Linked DNA regions of Mus musculus: regions 2, 3 and 4 are each linked to region 1. Evidence: chromatin contacts called from public HiChIP or PLAC-seq data. All regions are on one chromosome and are shown on one strand. The core of a region is the stretch at or near the end of the contact, and the rest is flanking DNA. Distances in the headings are between cores, read along the strand shown. Region 1 holds the start of Kcnma1 (potassium large conductance calcium-activated channel, subfamily M, alpha member 1). Region 2 overlaps Kcnma1 (potassium large conductance calcium-activated channel, subfamily M, alpha member 1). Region 3 overlaps Kcnma1 (potassium large conductance calcium-activated channel, subfamily M, alpha member 1). Region 4 overlaps Kcnma1 (potassium large conductance calcium-activated channel, subfamily M, alpha member 1).

The links. HiChIP or PLAC-seq counts read pairs in DNA pulled down with a chosen protein or histone mark.
Region 2: a contact with region 1 is called in an H3K4me3 HiChIP or PLAC-seq map of embryonic limb bud, with 5 times the contacts expected there. The contact joins the enhancer-like site here to the promoter of Kcnma1 in region 1. A contact is called at or near these places in 4 of 39 promoter capture datasets (Sertoli cells, cancer-associated fibroblasts, embryonic stem cells and 1 more), 1 of 15 datasets of contacts at CTCF or cohesin (the NIH/3T3 cell line), 50 of 484 Hi-C or Micro-C datasets (the 3T3-L1 cell line, the 63-12 cell line, the HPC-7 cell line and 27 more), 24 of 115 datasets of contacts at active chromatin or transcription factors (the 230-238 cell line, SST interneurons, VIP interneurons and 16 more) and 4 of 9 other capture datasets (adipose tissue, embryonic stem cells, embryonic tail and 1 more).
Region 3: an H3K27ac HiChIP or PLAC-seq map of SST interneurons shows a contact between it and region 1, with 4 times the contacts expected there. The contact joins the enhancer-like site here to the promoter of Kcnma1 in region 1. A contact is called at or near these places in 1 of 15 datasets of contacts at CTCF or cohesin (stem cell-derived epiblast-like cells), 7 of 484 Hi-C or Micro-C datasets (the N1E-115 cell line, Sertoli cells, cardiomyocytes and 3 more), 16 of 115 datasets of contacts at active chromatin or transcription factors (the 230-238 cell line, SST interneurons, VIP interneurons and 12 more) and 1 of 9 other capture datasets (embryonic stem cells).
Region 4: a contact with region 1 is called in an H3K4me3 HiChIP or PLAC-seq map of craniofacial prominence, with 5 times the contacts expected there. The contact joins the enhancer-like site here to the promoter of Kcnma1 in region 1. A contact is called at or near these places in 2 of 39 promoter capture datasets (embryonic stem cells and neural stem cells), 3 of 15 datasets of contacts at CTCF or cohesin (embryonic stem cells and stem cell-derived epiblast-like cells), 65 of 484 Hi-C or Micro-C datasets (the 63-12 cell line, the N1E-115 cell line, Sertoli cells and 24 more), 24 of 115 datasets of contacts at active chromatin or transcription factors (the 230-238 cell line, VIP interneurons, astrocytes and 13 more) and 3 of 9 other capture datasets (adipose tissue, embryonic stem cells and pancreatic islet).

Annotation. Positions count from the first base shown.
Region 1 is chr14:24,002,143-24,007,668 of GRCm38.p6, forward strand. Kcnma1 (potassium large conductance calcium-activated channel, subfamily M, alpha member 1) reads right to left here and starts at 2,063. Exons shown (of 28, transcript NM_001253364.1): 1 at 1,606-2,063. The coding sequence starts at 1,983. 4930519K11Rik (RIKEN cDNA 4930519K11 gene) reads left to right here and starts at 2,849. Exons shown (of 3, transcript NR_131107.1): 1 at 2,849-2,995; 2 at 3,153-3,312; 3 at 3,539-3,695.
Region 2 is chr14:23,562,778-23,568,303 of GRCm38.p6, forward strand. All of the region lies in intron 5 of Kcnma1 (potassium large conductance calcium-activated channel, subfamily M, alpha member 1), which reads right to left. Among named protein-coding and RNA genes, the nearest start is that of 5430425E15Rik, 55 kb to the left of the region's middle. Within about 2 kb of position 2,749, at least 7 of the 459 cell types and tissues checked have an H3K27ac peak or open chromatin away from gene starts, as enhancers often do. A contact at or near this core is called in the N1E-115 cell line, embryonic limb bud and proximal limb bud, where this site is marked.
Region 3 is chr14:23,643,527-23,649,052 of GRCm38.p6, forward strand. All of the region lies in intron 3 of Kcnma1 (potassium large conductance calcium-activated channel, subfamily M, alpha member 1), which reads right to left. It overlaps Gm51422 (a long non-coding RNA gene), which reads right to left. Exons shown (of 2, transcript XR_003951126.1): 1 at 5,224-5,526; 2 at 1-5,124. Among named protein-coding and RNA genes, the nearest start is that of Gm51422, 3.8 kb to the right of the region's middle. Within about 2 kb of position 2,030, at least 6 of the 459 cell types and tissues checked have an H3K27ac peak or open chromatin away from gene starts, as enhancers often do. A contact at or near this core is called in SST interneurons, where this site is marked.
Region 4 is chr14:23,686,952-23,692,477 of GRCm38.p6, forward strand. The region is part of intron 2 of Kcnma1 (potassium large conductance calcium-activated channel, subfamily M, alpha member 1); the gene reads right to left. Among named protein-coding and RNA genes, the nearest start is that of Gm51422, 40 kb to the left of the region's middle. Within about 2 kb of position 2,885, at least 15 of the 459 cell types and tissues checked have an H3K27ac peak or open chromatin away from gene starts, as enhancers often do. A contact at or near this core is called in craniofacial prominence and embryonic limb bud, where this site is marked.

The sequences.
Region 1 (5,526 bases), core at 813-3,312:
GGCCATCGGTCTTTCTCCTTGAAAAGGAAGGGGGAACCTCCATCCTCAAGAAGGGGACTCTAAACAAAGCTCACCTGTCACCATTGGAGGCTTTCAGAGCAATGCCAAGAGGAAGCAAAGAAGGAAGGGTGGTTTTTTTCTTTTTCCTCCCTTATTCCAACACACCAGTATTTTCCAAAACACAAATGTGCTGCCACAAAACACAGCTGAGCCCAGCACCTACGGTGATGTATAATTAATGACAGAGAGTGCTTCGGTTGCCCTTGGGTTTCATAGCCTTCCCCCTTAGCCTAACTCTTCTCTTTAGCAGCTGTACGCTGCTACAAGTTGCTGAGCCCTGTGACTTCTCAAGGGGGTCCCGGATGAACTTTTCTAGAGCAGGTGTGAACATTTGGGGACCAAGATGAGTGTCTTGCACAATCCCCCTAGAGATATCCTCTGTCCAAAAGTATGGGTGCTATTCTGTCCTCTTGGATGAGAATTTCTCTAAAAGACTGCACCCAGTTCAGCTCCTCTTTTTTCCCAGTTCTTTCTTTTATTCATTCTGTAGTTCTCGCTCAAACATTGCCCACCCCCGGTCCACCGCCCCCCAGCAAGTGCTAGGTGGTGGGCAGGGACCCCTCTAGGGAGATGGCCACAGCCCAGGAGTAAAGCCTAGCAACCACACATCTGAGATGTGAGTCCTAACACTGTGGGCGACTCTGCCAGGAATAGCTTAAGACGACTTCTAGCCACATCAAGTGCCAAAAGGGGGCTTAGTGAAGCAGAGGTCCCTTGGACTCTTAGGAGTGCAGCCCTGGTGCTACAGATTGGAGCTGCTGGCTGTATTTGTGGGGATCCAAAGTTGATGGCCTGGGAGGGGAGTGTAGAGGTGGCAAAAGTACTTGGGGTAGGGTAATGTTCCACAAAGAAAATGTAAGGGATGGAGTGGGCGGTGACATCAGACTTGCAACCATGCCACTTTTAGAAAGTGACTCTCCATAGATTGACCCCATTCTAGGATGGGTCTTCCCAACTTTTTATTGATCCGTGGGCCCCCACTTTCTCCATGATTTCCCCCCCAGAATTCCCAGATGCAAAAGATTTTCTCCCTAGCTCAAAGGATTCCCCCTTCTTTGGGACCCCAGGAACTGATTTCCTCAACAACAACAACAACAACAACAACAACAAAAGTATGAGCTGATCTGTCCCAACTAGTCCACCGTGAGGAGTCTGGCCGCAGCCAGTGAGTGGTGTCCCGCACGCACCCAGGGTCTTTCAGCTTCCTGTGTCCCTGCAAGGTTCCTTCTCCACACTCCGCAACAACGTGCCCAAGAGACACATGTCCCCCCAACCCGGGTCCGGCCATAGTCACCAATAGCCCTACAATAAACAGAGAACTAAAGCGGGGGTCTGCGTCCTGGAGCGCACCTGCTGGGGTCAACTCCTCACCCCTGGCGCACAATCCGAGGGCACAAGGAGAGGGGAGGGAAGGGCAAGCGGCGGGGACAAGGCTGGCAGGGACAGCAGGAGGCAAGACACAGTGCGGAGCTAAGAGGTGGGCTGCGGGGGACGCCGAGAAACGGCTGGGATGGCGCAGGGGCGGGCGCCCGGGGCGCGCGTTACCTTCGTCTTGCCCCCGCAGTGGCAGCAAACGGTCCACAGGTACTTGAGCGTCCGCCAGAGCAAGATGATGAAGAGGCCCCCGAAGAAAGTCACCATGGAGGAGGCCAAGAAAGCCCACCACATGCGTTGGCCCCGGCTGTCGCACGGCACCTCCATGGTCACCGGTATGATGAGCGCATCCATCTTGGGCTCGTGGACCGAGGACGAGGAGGAAGAGGAGGAGGAAGAAGAAGAAGAGGAGGAGGAAGAGGAGGAGGAGGACGCGTCTAGGCTGAGATGGTTCGCGTGGATATTGCTGCTCATTCTAAGACCGCTGCCTCCGCCGCCGCCGCCGCCGCCGCCGCTGCTGCCGCCGCCGCCGCCGCCACCGTTTGCCATAGCTAGCAATGGGCGGCAGGCGCAGGGGCTCGAGGGAGCTCCTCCCGCCGCCAGCGCCACCCCGAACACCCATCAACAGCCATGTTGCTGCTACTGCTGCCGCTGCCGCCGCCGCCGCGGAGCGCCGGGAGGGGGGCGGGGAGGCGCCTGGGCTCGGGGCGCTGTGCGCGACCTGGCAGGGTGTGCGGAGATATATACAGCCAAGCGCCGCCGCCCGCCCTCCCCCGGGCTGCCGGCCGGCCCGGGGGGGGGAGGGGATGAGGGAGGGTGGCTCCCACTCCCCGACCCCGGCCCCGATCGCCCCCGGGGCTGCGCGGAGCACCGAGAGCCCAGGGGGCGCCGCGGGCGGTCCGCGCCCGGGGTCTGTGCCTCCCGAAGCTCCGTGAGCGCGATCCCGCGTACCCTCGGCGCCGCCCGGCCCGCCTGGCGTGCGCCACGCGTGTGCGCTGCGCCCGGGCCCGGGGTCTCCCGCCCGTCCCCGCACAGCTCTCTCGGGTGATGAGGCGACAGCTCCTTAGGATCGGAGAATCCGCGCCCTCCCGACCGGGCGTGCCCGCGCCACCCTTCCTCCCCGGGGCTGCGCTCCGCTCCTGGATCGCCGCCTCCTGTGCTCGCGGGGCCGCGGCAGGTTGGTTGCGGCGGTCTGCCCTGCCTCCGCGGCCAGCTAGCCGATGCTCTGCGGGACCCCTTCGGGCCGGGTCTCTGTGACCCTGAGCTTCCTCGGCCTCCGCTCGCTTCTTCCTCCTTGCCTCCTCGGGCTCCTCCTCGTCCCCGTTCTCGCAGCCCGAGCCTCTTCGGCGCGCGCCCCGCGCGCCCCGCAGCCGCCAGCAGTGGCAGCTGCAGCAACTGGAGCGGGCGCGGGCTCAAACAGCCCGAAGCGGGAGGGGAGGAGGCTTACCGGGCTAACTCGCCTCGGCTTGGGGCTGTGTAGGGGCAGCAGGTCATTTGGCAGTGGTGGGGCATGCGGCCCCCCATCTTCCAGGATGTAGAGTATAGCGCCACCAGCCTAGAGGTAGGACTTTGCAGGTGTTGCGCCCCTCTAGGCTCAGCAGGGTACCAGAAGGGGAAACCACCAGGTGTCTGGGGTAGGCCGGTTTTCCCAAAGGGGCCCCTAATAGGGAGAGGAGTGGCTGGTTGTCAGCTAGATTCAGTGGACTTATTGCCCCTAGATTCTAAGGCTTGGAGACTAAGGAAGACCCTAGCCAGTACAGTACACCTGCTGACAGAGAGTTCACTCTTTCGTTTCCAAGATGCCACGTTGTGAGTTGCTGATGAACAACTGGGGCATCTGGAAGTCTGTTGGTAGTCTGTGACCTCTGACAGCTGCAGGTGGGTTTGTTGGTTGTTGTTGTTTGTTTGTTTGTTGTTTCCTTATTAAGCAAAGATGACAGCAGCCTGGTGGTTGGTGTGGAACAAACTGGGTAGAAAAGGAGGTTTCTTAAAGGGCTGCTTCCTAGTTCTTTAGACTCGTGTGGGAAGGGCAAATGGATGACGGGTACTCTGCATTCAGGCTTGCCTTTCTACATTTCTGGTCTCCCGTTTCTCCCCTTTAAAGGGAAGGAGTCCAGGATTGTTCAGCAGCCCCTGTCCCCCGCCCCACCCCCAGTCCCCCTATCGTTGCACACAGAAACTTCCTCCCTCTGGACACTTCTCCAGGCTGGCAGCTGGACCACAACTTTTTCCTGTGCTAATTAAAACCAAGATGATCACTCTCCCCTCACTGCCCACAGTGATTTCCCCAAAGTTTCCAGCTCATTAGTTATAGTCTAATTGGAATTCTCAGGTTCCTTTCAAGACTCTTCATATGGTAAACTGGCCCAAAGGAGCCTCCTTACCTGAACAAGCTGTCTCGACCTAAATCATTGGTCAGCCACACCCTGGCCCTAGGATACAGAGGGCCAAAGAAGGCCAAGCCTGGCAGACACTGAAAATATGTGAGTCTCAAATTGGTTGGTACATTCCTTGGGCTCAGTATACATATCCATTAGAAAAGACTTAAGGTCAAAATCACCTCCCCCATAAAATAGTACACAACAGAAGGCCAGCAAAATGGCTCTGCTGGTAAAGGTACTTGTCTCCAAACCTGACCCCCTGCGCCTGATCCCTGAAATTCACAGAGTCAAAGGAATAAGCTAACTCCTGTTAACCATTCTCTCATGTCCATGTGCATGCTATGGGGCACACTCACATTTACACACACAGAAAGGGGGGTGCTAAAGAAGAGAGCAATAAATGGTGTTTTCTAGAAGCAGAAATTGCCTCAGTCTCCCCTTCAGCATCATCCATCCTTCTGCACTCAGAGGGCTGCAACACAATCCCCATGCATTCAATGGCCCTGGCGCTTTTCCAACATCCTGGGGTAGTTGAACTTTGAAAGGCTGGGGAGAGGTGCAAGAGGCTGCGGTACTGAGATTCCTTTATTGGCCTTCTCACCAGCTGGGTCTGTGCCTTGACACAAGCCTGAGGGACTTTCCTTAAGTCCAAGAATTAACATTTAAAACTCATAACATTCATAGCATAAGTCAGCAAAGGACAGGTACTGTCCTGCCCCACCATGGGTCATCGAGCCTTCAGAATGTATTCCCATAGGAGCAAAACTTGAACCTTTGCAGCCAGTGGTACCCTCTAGGTTCTTCCTACCTAATATCTACAACCTAGATCCCCCTGAAAACTATTATCATGATGACTTAACAAGATGCTAGTGGCTGCTGTGCCTTCTGTCCTCTCACATTTGAAGTCCCCACACCATTACCATTATCATCATCATCATTTAAAGGGCTCCAGAAGTCCCATAAGACACCTACTCCAGCCACCACTCTGTCTGCTCTCGCACCACCCCTAACTTTGCTGACTGAAGCTTTCAGCATCTCCAGTGTTGTCCAAAACCATGACTTGATCAGAATTCATCAGAGACCTTCAGGGTCAATATTATTGCCTGTTCCTGTGTGAACTCAGGGTACTCAGGATATAGGCACAGAATGAGAGTATTCCCAACTACCAGAAGTAGATATCATCAGGCCTTTGCCCATCTCTGACCAGCCTTTTAAGAAGAGGCTCTCCCCCTAGACACAGAGGAACCTCACATTCAAAAGGAACCTTGGACATCACAGGCTTGTGCTGTTCATTCCGAGAGCTACAACAAAAACAGAAACCAGAGGCAAGAGAGAGAACTTGGTGAGAAAAATGCTTGAGTTCAGATCTCTAGCACCCACATAAAATCAAGGCATAGTGATATGCTCTGATGCTGGGAGGTAGAAAGAAATACAGATACCAGGGGAGTTTCAGGATGAATAGCAAAGCCAAAAAACAAAACAAAACAAACAAACAAACAAACAAACAAAATTAAACCAGGAGGGGTAAGCTCCAAATTGAGCCTTCCTCAATTAAGGTAGAAAGCTGACTAAGTAAAACATCTGGCATCAACCTATGCCCTCCAAGCACTGTGCATTAGACCCACACACCACAACACACACACACACACACACACACACACACCACACACACACACTCCATAAACTGGACAAACTGGGACCAGATCAGATC
Region 2 (5,526 bases), core at 1,499-3,998, 440 kb before region 1:
AGAAGTGGATGCTCACAATCATCCTTTGGACAGAGCACAAGGTCCCCCAATGAAGGAGCTAGAGAAAGTATCCAAGGATCTGAAGGGGTCTGAAGCCCCAAAGGAGGAACATCAATATGAACTAACCAATTTCCCCAGAACTCCTTGGAACTAAACTACCAATCAAAGAAAACACATGGTGGGACTTGTTGCTCTTGCTGTATATGTGGCAGAGGATGGCCTAGTCGGTCATCAATGGGAGGAGAAGCCCTAGGTCCTGTGAAGGTTCTATGTCCCAGTATATGGGAAGGCCAGGACTGGGAATGGGAGTGGGTGGGTTGGGGAGCAAGGGAAGGGGGAAGGGGGTAGGGGATTTTCGGAGGGGAAACTAGGAAAGGGAATAACACTTGAAATGTAAATAAAGAAAATATCTAATTAAAAGAAAGTGGGGAAAAAAAAGGAAAGATGTTGGGAATGATCACCTATTGGTAACTCTTTCTTTTTCCTGAAACACTCACAATAGCACCTAAGATTCACTTATTTAATTTTCCTAGAACAACTCAGGTGCATATAAATAACTTCCACTCATGCAAATGCTGAATACTTTGAGATCAGCAGCAGGAAGCAGAGTCAGGAACTTTGCATTTGCTTAGAGTCAGTCAGCCTGCTGGACTAGAGTGCTTTACTTCTGATTTCCACACAGGAGCGCTTTCGGGTTATCTTTGTAATGTAAAATGTTAAAAGAGAGTTGGTTTCTTGCAAAGAATGGGTAGCTGCCTCTCAAAATGTGGGGTTTGAAATTCTAGTTGGTCTTGTTAAAAACTCCAGCCAAGATTAAGCTAGAGGGACTGGAGAAATAGCTCAGTGGTTATGAACACTTGTCAGTCTTGTAGAGGATCAAGCAACCATATGGTGGCTCACATCTATCCACAACTCCAGCTTTAAAGAATCTTATACATTCTCCTGCCTACCCAAGGGAATCCAGGCAAACGTGGGGTGTACATACACATACACTGGCAAAACGTATGCATAAATTTTTTCTTTAAATCCTAAACTAAGCTAGAACTCCCTTTTCTTAATTCTAAAGTCTTTGCATCATGTACTTATTTTAGCAATTGTTTTCCATATAGTAAGTATAAAATTTTTATCGGTACTCTTGTCACTAATATCCACTTTTTGGTGACGTTCACTAATTGGCTATTAAAACTCTGTTTACTGGTATACACTAGGAAAGCTGGGGCAGCAGGACACAGATTGGATCTCTAAATAAATACATGAAGTTTTTTAGGAATGAGAAAAGAGATATGCTCACCTTTTGTTATTAAATATTTTCTAAACTCATTTAAGCAGTTAAAATATTATGTTAGGCAGCTTCTTTCACTGCTGGGATGCTGTGTTCACACCCACTACCTCAGAAAATATCCATGTCCAATCACAAACTGCATCCTGTATCCTAGCTGCCCCCTAGGTACAAGGAGGTCAGGAATGTCAATTAACCATTAACCATTAACCAACAAATCTGTCTGCCTCAACCATTCAATGAGGATAGGGACTAACATTTCCGTCCTCTCATGGAACCAGTGGGAGAGGCCCAAGAGCATCAGCCTTAAGGTCAAGTGGCAACAGGTGACATCTTAGATGTCCTCACATCTTATTGTCCCACTGATGAAGATGGATCACTCTTCGGCACTGACTCTTGATCCTTGTGTACAACCTACACATGACAGGAAGAGTCTCACAGATAAGAAAAACTCCAGCTTCTTGGGCTCAGACTATGAAAATGCCTGCAGGGTCATGATTTATGTGAAGATGAGTAAGGTACATTTACTGCTTTATCAGTCTCAGTACGTGGAGCCGCCCCTCCCACCACAGTGGAACTGCAAGCGTAAATGTCCGCTGCACTCACTTTGTAGTTTATACTGTGTGTGTTACCAACAGCCTGCACTGTGGGCCTGCAAATCAAATCAAACCACCATTATTCTGGACTGATTATCCAATTAAAGGATGAAATAGGCCATTCTTTTCTTCTTCCTCCATCACATGCCTGCCTAATAGTCATTGTACTGACTGCAAGGAGGACCCACGGAGGAAGTAAACACGCGTGCATTTCACACCCAGTGAGCTAAGCGGGAGGATACAATGGAGCTGGAAAAAATGAATTGCTCAGCCTTAAGCTGCAGCATCTATATTACACAGTAAGTTTTTTCCTGAGAGCTGCTCAGTGAGAAATACTGTAAGGCATGATGCTGTCTCTCTAGAAGTATAAATAGTAACCCCCCCCCAAAGCAAATAATAATAATCAGTCACTCATTGCAACACACTCTGTATTCTAAGAGCTCTCCAAAACCTGCAGATACTGCAAAACCATAGGGCAATTGGCAGTTCAAATGTCTTTGCATGGAATTCTTTGATCAGCACTGCCAAGGGAAATAAAAGGACAATCAAAAGTAAACTGGGGGTCTCTGGTGACTATGGCAACTGGAGGAAATAAGTAGTCTCTCAGGGGTGCTTCAGCTCAAGGCCTTGCCTTCAAGGAGCCCTGTGCACCCTTTGGGATTAAGAGACAGGAGGGACCTGAGAGTTTTGGTAATAGATGACCTAAAAATGTCCCTTCTAGATCTGTGGTAGTTTGGATCTGGAGTATAGCTTAAAAGTTCCTGTGGCTGGGAGAAGTTGTCTGGTGAACTCCAGTAGTCAGCCCATCTTCTATTCCCCAGCAGTGAGTTTACCACACTCAGCTTTGGCCCTGGAGCCTGGGATCCATCCACACTAGGTCCCAAGGTTTGTGTAGCAACCGTTTTACAGAATGACTCCCCAGCACCAAGGCTTATATGCTAAAGGCTTGGCTGCCAACATGAGGCATTACTGGAAAGTGGTGAAGCCTTTGGAAGCTGAGACACCTGGAAGGCTGTTTGATCTTGAGATCTTGCCTTTGAAGGGGCTTTTGAGACCATAACCCCTTCCTGTTTCCCTTCTTTTCCAGTCCCCAGAAGGTGAGCAGTTTTGCTTTGTTGAATGCTCCTACACAGATGTTCTACATCCTCACACGTTCAAAAGCAACAGAACCAGCAGGCCATGCAACAAGACCTCAGAACCTATGAACCAAATAAACCTTTTGGCCTTGAAGTCCCTTATGTTAGGTGTTTTGTCAAAGTAATGAAAAGCTAGCACAAGATCAAGTTTCTCCACACTGTAGCTCTCTGCTTCAGAAGGTCATTCGACCCACAAAGAAATATTAGGACTAAACATAGCCAAGGTATTAAAAAAAAGTTAAAAAAAATACCCCCATAAACCTGCAGTTTCTATGGCTCCTTTGCAACTGGGAACAAACAAGAGCCTTCTCTGAGCACTGAATCAGTCATGGAAACTTGCTCTTGGCTGCTGCAGATTCTGCCCTCCCAGCTGGGCCTATGTACTTGAAGGCTGAAGCACATGGCTCATTAGAATTCCTAATTCCTGAATGATCCCACTTACCCCAGCACCACAGCATCAGGAACAAGATGTTACATCTCAGCGCATTCACCTTGTGGATGGATCGTTTTATAGAAATGCTAATTGTACTTGCTAATTAAGAGAGAGGATTTCTTAATTATTATTATCCCAGGCAGTAAAATCATCAAATTGGCAAATCTTGCCATTTTCTCTTGCATGTATCATGAACAGAAATCTGGTTCAAAATCAATCTGCTGAGTTGCTTCCTTGGGGTCTTAGGGGTCACAAAAGAGCTGACTATAATAACTCCTCATATGGAGGTCAGTACAAGTCTGATCCAGAAAGGGACTCCCGGTCTTAAAAGAGGTCAATCTCCATCACCATCAACAGACAGTTTGTGGAACTGAGCGGTTACTGTGACTAAGGGCGAAGACAGGTCTGGAACTGTTTATTTCTGTATATTGCAAGAGATAAGGGGTTCAAGGACATCTCTTACACCTTGTCAGTTTATTACCTGGGATAACAAAAGCCATGAAATATGTACTCCATTGGAGTCTTGATTACATTGAAATCTTGGCTCTACCATTTACATACAGAGACCTTCTGGATTCTCTCCCTTCCCTTCTGTGTGCGTGAGAGTATGAGCATATATAGTTGTTGTTTTAGAAAGTGGGATGTTGCAGTTTGCCTGCCCCCACTAAGTAGAACCTGAAAAAAACAGCTCTAATTATGTTTTTTTGGGGGGAGTCGATCTCATGGGCCCCAGGAAGGGAATGAGGAAGTGAAAGGAGAGACGTTTAAAGCAGCAATAAAGAATTTGCTTGCACACAAGTGTCATCAGGAGTAACTGAAGCACCAGGCTCCCAGGGAACTGTAGCAGGCAGCAAGTTTCTGCACATGACTGTACATGTCCATGTGTGTGGCTTTCCTATTGCAGGGGCCAGGGGCCAATGTGCTGCTCAGTCACTGATTACCTCTATCTTGTTCTTGCTTAAGGAGTTTAGAGATCATGACCTATAGGAGGCCCACAGGCAGCATTCAGTGACTACACAATGAGCTAATGCCTGCCATGCAAAGCCCAGTACATGAATGAAGAGTAATCACCAAACCCTTACTGTGGTTGAACCCTTCTTCAGTCTACTTTTTACAGTTCCTTTTATCCCCCACAACATCTTATGAAAGGTGATTGTATTAGTTAGGGTTTTACTGCTGTGAACAGACACCACGACAAAGACAACTCTTACAAAGGACAGCATTTAATTGGGGCTGGCTTACAGTTTCAAAGGTTCAGTCCATTATCATCAAGGTAGGAAATATGGTAGCATCCAGGCAGCCATGATGCTGGAGGAAGTGAGAGTTCTACGTCTTCATCCAAAGGAAACCAGGAACAGATTGGCTCCCACGTGGCTGGAAGGAGGGTCTCATTACTCACCCCCACAGTGACACACTTCCTCCAACAAGGCCACACCTACTCCAACAAGGCCACAACTCCTAATAGTGCCATTCACTGGGACAAGCATATTCAAACCACCACAGTGGTTTAGATCATCTTATAGGAGGGACAGAGAAAGAGGAAACAGATTTCTTACAGCTACCTAGACATCAGGGGATGAAAAGGGGATTCAAGGCTACATGGTCCAGCTCCAGAGGCTATTGGCTGACCTCTGCCCTGTTCTAAGCATGTTCATTTACTGCTCAGGCTACTTCTTTCATCCTGCTCCAGAAACATGGTCCTTCATGACCCTGAACTTTAAGACAAGCACTTTTGTCCTCAGGGAGGTTCTCCACCATAAGGAGTTAAGTGGAATCAGTAGAAGATGCTGTAGAAAATATACCTAGCTTGAATGCTGGACACCTAAAAAGACTTTGCTAAGACCAAATAAGAATGGGCATCACAGAAGCTGAAGGGGAGGTTATAGGACCAAAGTAAAGAAGATAATATGGTTAGCAAATGAGGGGCAGGAGCTGCAGGAAAGGCAAATACATCCATATTCTCTTCATTCACAGCCAAAAGTCCACCCACACCATAGTGGAGCAAACACTACAGTTAAAGGAAAACATGGCTCTGCTGTATTATTTTTCTGAAGTGCTTTCTTACAACCACACTAGCAATGT
Region 3 (5,526 bases), core at 780-3,279, 360 kb before region 1:
CCATTAAAGGAAGTTAACAGCTAAGATATGCCCAGGCGCTTTCTCCCAATGCCCTGGCTGCCCAGCTGCTCATGCTGCAAGGCTACATAATGGTGAAAGGGAAAGCTACCACTGATCACAAGGGAACCCTGATGTATGCTGTCTCCACATCCCTGCCAAGTGGTTGGCCAAGCAGTTGGGCACATTGGAGGCACCAAGTCAACATCTGTGCATGGTGACTTAGAACAAAAGTAATGAAAGAAAGAGGCTAGTTTGTTTTTTTTTCTTTTCAATCATTTTTTAATACCTTCCAACAAACCGTTTTTGGGCCCACTTTTCCTATACTCTGTTGTTTTAATAATATTTGTGAATTTTACACAATATAATGCAAAACTATAAAAGATTAAGCCTTGCAACTCTCTAAAGGATAAAAGAATGCATTCAATTAAAGGGAAAAGGCATCTCTCCTACCTGCTTCTGTGTGCAGAGCAGAGCAGGTAGGGATGGGTGGGGAGACTCCTTCCTTAGAAAGAATCCGCTGGGTATGAGGACTCTCGAGAAACAACCATCAACTTCCCTGTGATCCACAGCAGATGCAGGGGACAGGATGGTGATGGGGCTCTCCCAAGAGCTATCTATTGTACACTTGGCTCTCAGGATGAGAATGGGGGAAAGAGAAGACAAAGGGAAGAAGGCAGAGGACTTGACAGGACAAAGCAGCACCAAGCTCTTTCTAGAACTTCTCCAGTCTAGAAGTTTATTCCTTGACATTTACAAGTGACAGCGGGGACTGGGGGAGCTGGTGGCACATTAGAGTGAGATTCTGGCTTCAGGACTTGTTAGCTATATGGTTTGAAGCAAATTTTAGGGTTCCAGACTTCTAGTCAGTAAAGTGGGAATTATAAATCTCCAGCTAGGGATTAGAAGAAGCCATTAATACTTTCTGTAATGTGCTGAGCATTCTAATTCACATGCAGCCCAACAATGGGGACACAAATTTCCTCTAGCCTTTTGTTATTATTCAAATTTGTGTGGATGTGTCTGTGGTTACATGCATGTGTCTGACTGTGTGGGTGTATGTACTCAGATGTGTAGCGGCTAGAGGTTGAAAATCAAGTATGTTCCTCAATTGTTTCCCACTTTCCTCTCTGAGACATTAGTCTTTAACCTGGTGTTCAAAGAGGTGGCTAGGATGCTAGGGACCCACCTGTCTCACCTACCACCTAGCACTGGGACTGTAGACACACAGTTCTTTTGCATTGCTGCTCACCTCAGGGCCTCGTGCTTTTATGGCAAGCATTTTGCTGACTGAGCCATCTTCTAATCCCCTGATTTTTTACTTTAGAAAGAAAATTTATCGGATGAAAGCAGAGATATCAGATAAGATATGAAGAGTAGTGGAAGGTAAAACTGTGAAATAATAACAGATTGGGCTAAGGCTCTGGATTTCTGAATTATAATAACAGAGTCACTTGTGTTTCCAGAGGCTATGGAAACAATCTGGTCAGTTTCTACTGCAAATTTATGTACAATTATCTGCAACTATGTTTAACCATAAGCACTGTCACTACCTGGAAAATATTTAAGGTTTTCACATTGAAGCTGTGAAAGTGAATAAATGAATGAATGAGTGAATGAATGAATATAAAATGAACAAATAAATGAAATTTATGAGGACTGAGAAGTGGTCATTCCCCTGGCGGTGGAGCACTTGGACAGGAAGTGCTACAAAATTTGTGCTATGGTTTCCTCGACCATCCAAATGCCCTACTCACTCAGGCGGCAAGCCTTAAACAAGAATCCAAGAGCAAAAGCTGGAAAAGCCAGAGAAGGCAGCCCCAACTGTGCACCAGGCATTTGGGTGCAGATAGAGTCATTAAGGAAGATTTTTAACAATGCATAACCTTTCTGCTTTCCTCTGCTAACAGCAGGTGGTATGCCTTTCAGAATGGAGGCTGCTTTGAAGTTGCCAGTGAGCAGGACCTGACCTTCATTTCCAGTATATGCAGCATTAAATATTCATAATCCACGTAACTGAAGCATAAGAAGGAGCAGCATTTAAGCATGAATCAAAGGAATAAATATCTCCCCACGTGTGAGTCATCCTTTCCCAGAATACCACTGGAAAAATGCAGATGCACGGAGCTTTGAGAGCGGCTGTCTCTCCAACTTTCTTTTAAATTATAGAAGGAAGCAGCAGGGACTGCTGCCTTGTGCCATCCATGCGTCCTGACCCCCATGCTGACACTATAAGGTCTTTTCACCCCTTATATATTCAGAATTTGGTCTGGTATCGAGGAGAGAGGAGGAGCAAGCAACAGTGACATTGACATTCATAGGACCTTGAAGGGCACATTTGACTTGGTTGCGCAATTTTAAAAACTATTTAGTGTGTGTGTGTGTGTGTGTGTGTGTGTGCATATGTTTGTGTGTGTCATATGTGTGTGTATGGAAACATATATGCCACAGTACAGGTGTGGGGGTTGGAAGAAAACTTTCAGGAGCATGTTCTCACCTCGCAGCATGCTGAGGCAGAGTTTCCCTTGTTTCTCGTGTTTTGACCAACTGGCCCATGTGCTATTAGAGGATTCTCCTGTCTCTGCCTCCCGTCTCACCACAGGAATGCCAGTTTTAAAGAAGCACATCACCACTCCTGCCTTTTAAAATGTGGGTTCCAGAGATTAAGTTCCACTTGTTAGGCTTATGTAGTAGATGCTTCTACCTGCTGAGACCCTGCTTATACATTTTTTTTAAAAAAGTCTTTGTGTTATAAAAATCAGGGTGCATAGGAGAAGGAGTACCTGCAGAGTCAGGGTCAGAATTAGGAGGTGGGGAATTTGCAGAACATGGACCTTTGAAAGGATAAGATTACTTGTCTCCGGAAGGCACTGACATTAAAGACATCTCAACCAAGTCCTGCTATAATGTCCTCCTTTGTTTGAATCTTCCTAGCATCTTTCACTGGAATGATGGTGCTCCATTTGAACCCTTTTTAATCTGATTCTCTTTATCTGTAGGCTCCAGGACAAGCTGTCTCATACAGATGGTGATCACTGCAGATGATCCAAATGACTCTTCGCATAGAGACCACATAAGGAAAATAAAGACCCAAAGGAGTCAAACACCTCATTGAGAAAGATCCACTAGGGGATCTATCTATCTTGGATTAAGAACTGAAAAGCAAAGATGTGTGAGATTACCGTAGTTGAGTAAAATTTGAAAGGTAAGGTACATCACCAATTATAATTACACCTGCCACTCACAAAGTTAACCTGAACTTTACTGCCTTTCTGTTGGCTCATTGAGATAGAATGAGCATCTACTCTGCTTGTCTGTGTGCACAGTCTAAATCGGCCTCTCTGACATCAGCTAGCTGAGTTAACCACAGGGACCTGTTTCATATGCCCATCTGCACCCTTTGTAGCTTGCTCTCTCTCTCTCTCTCTCTCTCTCTCTCTCTCTCTCTCTCTCTCTCTCTCTCTCTCTCTCTCCCTCTCTCCCTCTCTCCCTCTCTCCCTCTCTCCCTCTCTCTTTCTCATATATGCATGTGTGATATATGTGCAAGCAGAGATCAAGAGAGACGACCAGGTGCCCTGCTTTCTTACCCTCTGACTTATTCCTTTAAGGCGGAGTCTCTTACTAAGCCCACAGCTAAGATGGCTGCCAAGCAAGCCAGTGGTCTTCCTGTCTCCATCCCCCCAAAGCTCTGGAGTCATAGACCATGCCCAGCTTTTCAGAAACCCCTTAGTGATTTGAGCTCGGATCCTCATAAGCATAAGTAGATGTTCTTACCCACCAGGTCATATCCCCAAACCCTCTTTGCACTGCCTAAAGGGCCACATGTGGAAAGCCTTGCATCTTGAGCTTCTCTAACTATGAGACTTCCAATCTACCAAGTAGGTAAAGACAGCGCTGGTTAAATATAATAAGAGAACAATTTTGCAAACCGTGTCAGTCTGGCAAGGGTCACTCCAATTTATTTGCAGAGGGTTAACACTAAAGCAAATTCATCTCAGAATACCAGGTATTTTTGACAGGGCAATGACTTGGTATAATTTTTAAGAGGAATTTAATTTGCTCTCCAAGATGGCCAGCCAAGTCATGTCTATTAAGAGACAGAGGTAGTTTTGAATGAAAAAGGTAGACTTCAAGAATTTGCCTTATACTTTCTCACCCTAGTTCCATGTGTAGTTTATATATAGAGTTTCATCTCATTTCATTCACTAAGCTTGATTGCAGTTTGATTAGGGGATTGTCTTTGGTGTTCTGACTATGACCTTCTAGATTTATCATAAAGGCAACAACATTGTAAATTTTACTTTAGTTCATCTCTATAAACTGAGCATATTTGCTCAACCTGGATGGGAAGGTGAAGGATTCTCAGTATAGGCTTCTCACTAGCTTTTCCACAAATCAGAGTGTTAGGGTGTGGTCTCAGAGAGAGACCAAGAAGCAGCAATGAAAAGTAGAGTTATGTACGTAGCCACAGGTGTTCTGCTAAACCAAGTCTGTTACAAAAAAGACCCACACAGTCTGCATAGTTTAGGTGGAGAGAACGGCTGAATCCATGCTAAGGCTTGGTCAGCCCCCATAAAGAATGAGGAATCTCCAAGAGTACTGGCATTTCTGGCTTGGGAAACTGAAAACCAGAACTGAAGATCAGCCTTGGTACAGACTTCTTGGATGAGCCTAAAAGATCCAGAATCACTGAGGGTTTCAAGTCTCATCTTCACAAAGACTGAGCAATTTCAGGACTAACCCCAAAGGGCTGGAGGAGGCTGGGGAGGCACCGGTGAAGAGTGTCAACCTAGGTGAACAACCTAGGAACAACCTAGGATGCTCTGCCATCCTCCCCCAAGGAAGACCAGACTCTACACAGCCAAAAATTGACTCGTAGTTGACACAATTTTAAAAAAAGACACCATCCAAATCCATCTGCCAGAAATAGTTTATTACCATGACATACATGGGGTCAGAAAGGGAGACAAAGGAAATGGAGGCACAGTCTAGATCTCTGTCCCTTTAGCAGACCGCCACACTCACCTTCACATAAGTGTGTACTCTCTGGGGGCACACAGACTACATATCCGAAACTCTTTCCTAAGCCCCAGCACAGGCGTTGGCAGGGTGTGTACCCCATGACCCCTGGAGAGAGATTGGAGAAAGATGACCAAGTGCTTGAGAGTGCCAGTTCATTTCAAATGTGGTCCAGAATCTCTAAATAAATATGAAAAGAGAGCTTACCTTCACTCACAGAACTGGAGACTTGCAGACTGAATGATACTCTTCTTTCTTGACTAGCAATTTCAGATGAAGAGAGCATGCATATTCTTGTGCCCTGAGGACATTTAAAGGACTCACGGCTCAAGACAGGTGAGGGCCCAGCCTTGTGTCTGAGGTGGGCTAGGTGACTTCTGACAGTCTGACAGTGGCAGATTTCAGACAAGGATGAAGAGATATGTTTCTTTACTTTTCCCTGATGTGACAGTATGGCCTTTATAGCCACATGTACAAAATCCCCTGCCTGGTGACCAGATTGCTCAGGGA
Region 4 (5,526 bases), core at 1,635-4,134, 310 kb before region 1:
CCAAGGTCTGTACTACCCACTCTCTGGCCAGACAGCCACTGCCCTTGAACCTTAGTATCTGTGCATATGGAAAGGGGCCTCTAAAAGAAGATTACATCTTCCTATACATTTATTCCAATGCAGTTATTCAAGTGCAAAGGCCCACAGTTGAGCATCGGCTATTTTCCACCAACTCTCTAAATAGGACAAATTTGTCCTTCAAAACTGCAAGGACTAAGGTCATGAGTGAAGCCTGATGAGACTGTGGTCTTGTGGGAAATTCCACTTTCCGGTGGCTCTGTTGGTGCCTCTGAAGAATGGCTCAATGGCTCTGCCTTTGAAGATGCAGGGAACAAAGATACTCAACCAGTCCTTTTGAAAGACCGAGAAGGGGGTGCCATCCTAAGCTTGATTGAACGTGGTCCTGGGATCTGCAGGGGAGAGTTTAACTGACTTGAAAGGTGTATCGCTTTTCTCACCAGTGTCTCCTGAGGCTGTCCAGGACAGCTGATAGAAAGGTCTAGAGATTCAATACACAGCATATCTGCCAGACACACGGCATTCTTTAAAAGGAGTCCTTCACCTACCCCACTGTCATATTAATAATGTGGACAAGAACTCAGGGACACTCATCGGAGCATGCACACACATGCATGCACATGTACACACATGCACATTCGAGTACACACACACACACACACACACACACACACACACACACACACACACAACTCCAGCCAGGAACATTCCTCTTGCCTTTCAATCACATTCATTGCTCCTAATTTTACCTCCAGTCCCACAGGCTGTTACCTTCACTTCTATAACTCAATTGAATTACTTCCCAAGAAATGCCTTAATTACAGGCTGGTGTCATTGTGCCATTAGAGGTTTCCATTGAAGTCTCTGGGCTCTAACCTGCTGAGATTCCCGATAATAAATGGTACTTACAAAGCTTTGATAGAGCACCAATGAAACCTAACATTTAAACAGGAAAAACTATCACTTCTCAATGTTCAACCCTTATATGCAAAGCTCCCTGTGTAGGTACCCAATATATGTACCATAGTATAAAGGGTTGAAGAGGAAAAAAGAAAAGTACATTTTCTATAAATGACATTGAAGCAGATAACAGGGTTTTTTTTTTTAATGCAAACAAGCCTTATGGGAAAATTCACGGGAAAATCTGCATTTGCTCCTTTAGAGGGGCAAAGTGTCACCAGATGAAAGAGCTATATCCGAAAATGTCAGCAGTCTCCTTTACTCCAATCAAGGGCATCATGAAGGAGCATCAGCCAAAAGTGAGCCACCACACATGCAGAGAACGGGGTGAGATACTATTGGTACCTAGGGGTGGGGCCCCTGACCTTTTTTCTGGTGATTTGGGGGCAAAGAATGACCACTTTCAAGTGCATCAATCAATGTGCTTTCGCTTTGCTTAGGTGTTTTCATTCATTTCACACTGAAGGCTCGGTGCTCTTATTTCCACCTTATGAATAAGTCCAGAAGCCTGTATGTGGCTTCTTATTCTTTATTCTTATCTTGGAGCCCCCAGATAAGAATGTCTAGAAACATGGATTGGGGTTCATTCCCAGTTGCCTTCCTCCCTTAACACCCTGACTTCAAGGATATAAAATCCTGGGCTTTTGGAAGATTCCCAAATGTTGCAAATTTTGAAACTGAACCAAGGAATGCAAGTTTAAAACTGTCTTCAAAGGAATCCCTTAAGGAACACAATCCTGCTCATATAAAAGCATCACTGAGATCGGATGAAAGAGCTCATGACACAGCAGTATTTCCAGAAATAAGACTCCTTCTCTCTCCTCCGGGAAGAAGAGCCAGGAGGTACACTAAGCTCTCAGCCGGCTAGCTCAAAAGCATGTTACTACAGAACCTGACACTCAGAACTTGGGGGCAGGGGGTTGTGTCTGGAGTGTCACTGTTGAGATAGTGTGGGTCCTTTGTAAGAGCTGACATTGGAATTGACTCAGAGCAGGTGTGTCCCATGTCTTCATCCATTCTGTGGTTGCTCACTAAGGATGTCAGAATGCAGCTGAGTTGGTAGCGCACTTGCCTGGCACATGCAAGAAGGCACTGGATATGACTTTTGGAACCACATAAAAGTGTGGTGGTCCATGCCTATAATCCCAGCACACAAGGGATGGAAGTAGTTTAAGGTCATCTTTGGTTCCATAGAGAGTTAAAGATCAGTCTGTGTATATGAGACATTGTCTTGAATAATAAAAATCAAACCTCTTACTTTCTCAGAACTATTGTTTTCCAGTGACTGTGAGTGAAGCTGGAGATGAAGTTCCAGTCATTAGACGGTCCTCATACTGGTCCCCTACCACCTGATCTGGCTCTTGACTTGAGAGTTTAAACCACAAGAGCTGTTTCTGAGGTACTCTTGCCAACTGTTCACTTTGGTTCAGTCAGTGGTGGTGGCCCCCAAAAGAAAGGGAAGAGCTTGAGGCAGCCTACCTCTCTCCCTTTTTTGGCAGTAATTGGTCTCTTCCAGAATCCACCCCACCCCCATTTCTGAAATTTGAGCTCCAGCCCTTCTCCTAATAAGACTTATGGTGTCCTATTTGGGTTTTTACTCCTCCTAAGCAAGGTTGCCTAGCTCTCCTCTGACAGTCTCTCTCTGGAACTGCCTGGTTTTACTAGCTGGAACCTGAGTTCTATAGGTACTAAATAAATCCAACCAGATCCCTACCTTCTGAAACTGACACTTGTACAAAAATGTGACAGATGATGAAGAAAGCAAATAAGCAAGCAATAGTTTCTTGGAACTACAGACAATGAGGATATGAAGGAAATCAGTACTCTGGTCACATGAACAGTGGGGAGGGACAAGTTGTTTCATGACTAGGGGACATCCCAGATGGCTGAAATCGGAGACCACAATGGAATTCACATACGGCAGGCCAGGGCTTGAGCATTACAATGCAGCAGGACCCCAGGTCCCCAGGCAGAGCTAACCTGTAAGCCAGCCAACACGAGGGGGGGGGGCACAGGCAATGAGAAGCTAAGCAGTGTGTTAATGAAATGGGATACTAGGGCGGGGTTAAAATATGGCAGGACATCAGGAATTTACCATTGACTTGACTGACGTTTGAGTCTTTTTGGACTTATAATATTAGAGTCTTGTGGATATTAGGTAATCACTTTATTCCTGAGTTTTAATCCTAGCCTTTTAATTTTATTTGAATGAGGGCCTCATTATGCTGCTGACCTTGAACAGACTGCATTCCATGCAGGCACTAAGCTTGTGATCTTCCTGCCTCAACCTCCTTAGCAGCTATGATTATAGGCCTGGTCTACCAGGCCACATCTAACTGACACTTTTCATATGTGTGTCTATGTGTACCAGATTATCTCAGGTGCCATCCTCAGGAACGCCGGTCACCTCCTTTGAAACAGATTCTTCTCTTGGGCTGGACTTTACTGACTGGCTACTGAGCCCCAGGAACCCTTCTGTCTCCACCTCCCCAGGGCTGAGATTATAATCTCATACCACCACATCCAGTATGCTTACTAAGCAAGCTTACTAAGTTTTACTGACTGAACTATGCACCAGCCCTTCATTGAAATCTTCAAATATCACTTTGATCAGCGTATAGTGAGTTTTCTTCTTTGTCCATAGACAAAGGTTTTCAGTCCTACTCTCCCAGGTTCAGGGCAATCACCTTACTCAGGAGAGAACTAACCCACCTCCTCATTACCATATACAGAGACCAAGACGATAAGCAACAGCTTTTGAGGTATGGTTTTATGAGATTATATCAGTGGTAATAAAGTCCCGAAGTCAAAGAAAAAGAGTGGTAACTATTTGTGTGCATGGTGGCCTTGAACTTTCCAGGGCCAGCTAGTACTCTATGGGCTTCTTGTCAAGCAGACTCATACACCAGCAAAGCCTTGCATTGTGAGGCAACATACTGTGTGCTCCAGACTGAGAGTCAAATATATTCTACAAAGAAACCTCAACATATCCTGCCAGGCCACTAGAGAGATGCACAGCTTCAGATTTTACTCTGCTTTCTACACCTACTTTGCTACATCACCCAGGCCCTTTCTCCTGTTTTCTAAGTAACAAATGTATGCTGCCATATAAGGAAGGAGAGAAAAAAATAGTAATATGCTCTCTGTAGAGCCTTCTTTCCAGAGATGCAGCTCATCTGGCACTTGCCTTGTTTGCACCTTTAATCAGAAGGCTGTTAAGATATCTCTGCCAGGGTTCTGTACACAACTTTTCTCTAATGAAGCATCAAATCTCTTTCACAAACAATAGCTGTGTCACATAGAAGCAGTCTGGCCCCAGCAAACATGGCTGCAATCTCCCTGCCAATGGAATACCTCTGTTAGGTCTATCTGACCCAGCACAGTGCCACCACCACAATGCTTCAATCCAAGTCTCTGTCCTGTCCCATTCTGTGACTCAGAGAGACAAAGAAACATGGTATGGTGAGTGTTCCTAGCCTGTGACATAGTATCTTGGGACCTACAATCTAATGAATGTTAGTCAATGTACAGGTCTTAGTTGCAACTCTGGTTATGGGTCTGCAGTGGCTAACCCAGTAGGGTTACCTGCAACCCTAGTTCTATACCTCCAGCTGTTAGCTAGTTCCTAGAAGGCAAAGTAGCTAAGTCTGATATATGACAAGATGCCTGGGGACAATCAGTGACTGGTATACTGGACACTGCTGAATAAGGCATGAAGGTAGAAACTGCCACCAAAGTGTATCATTTAGGAGTTGGGGAGATGGCTCAATAACGGAAGCATTTACAGCACATGCCTGAGGACTGGAGTCAAGATCTCTAGAACCCAATAACTGATGGGCAGCAGTGGCAGCCTGTTTATAATCCTAGCCTCAGGAGGAAGAGGCAGATAATCCACAGAGAAAGCAAGTGAGTGAAACTGACCATATGGACAAGTTCTGGGTTTGACTGAGGAAGTCTGCTTAATTAAATAAAGGAAATAGATAGTAAAGATAATTTCTAATAGCAACCTTGGGCCTCTGTATGCATATGCACCCTCATGCACATGCACCCCAAAACACACACATATACCCACACACATGCAGAAATGTATACATACAACTACACAAGGATGCACACTCACATGTGCACACATATGGACTTACGCAGGTGCACACATGCGCACACAGAAATAGAGAAGAAAAAGCATGATACCAACATAGTCTGGGATCCAATGATGCCCCTGAGCATTTTCCCACACATACAGTGACATGTATATGTCACATACATGTCACATACAGTGACATGTATATGTCAAGACAAATAAAAGAAGACTGTGCTGTTAAGAACAGCTAGAGGTTAGAAATGGCATTTAATTAAAGCTTATAAGAGCCAGCTACATACACAAATGTCCCGAGTTTCTATGACTCTGGTTGCATTTCTCAGATGCTAAAGCTATATTTATCCCATTTGCCAGAACCAGCCATCAAACTCTGAACCTGGCTCTATCCCTAGCATATGAGATCTATATGAGGAATATTTTCTCACAATGCTGGACAGAACATCCAAGTC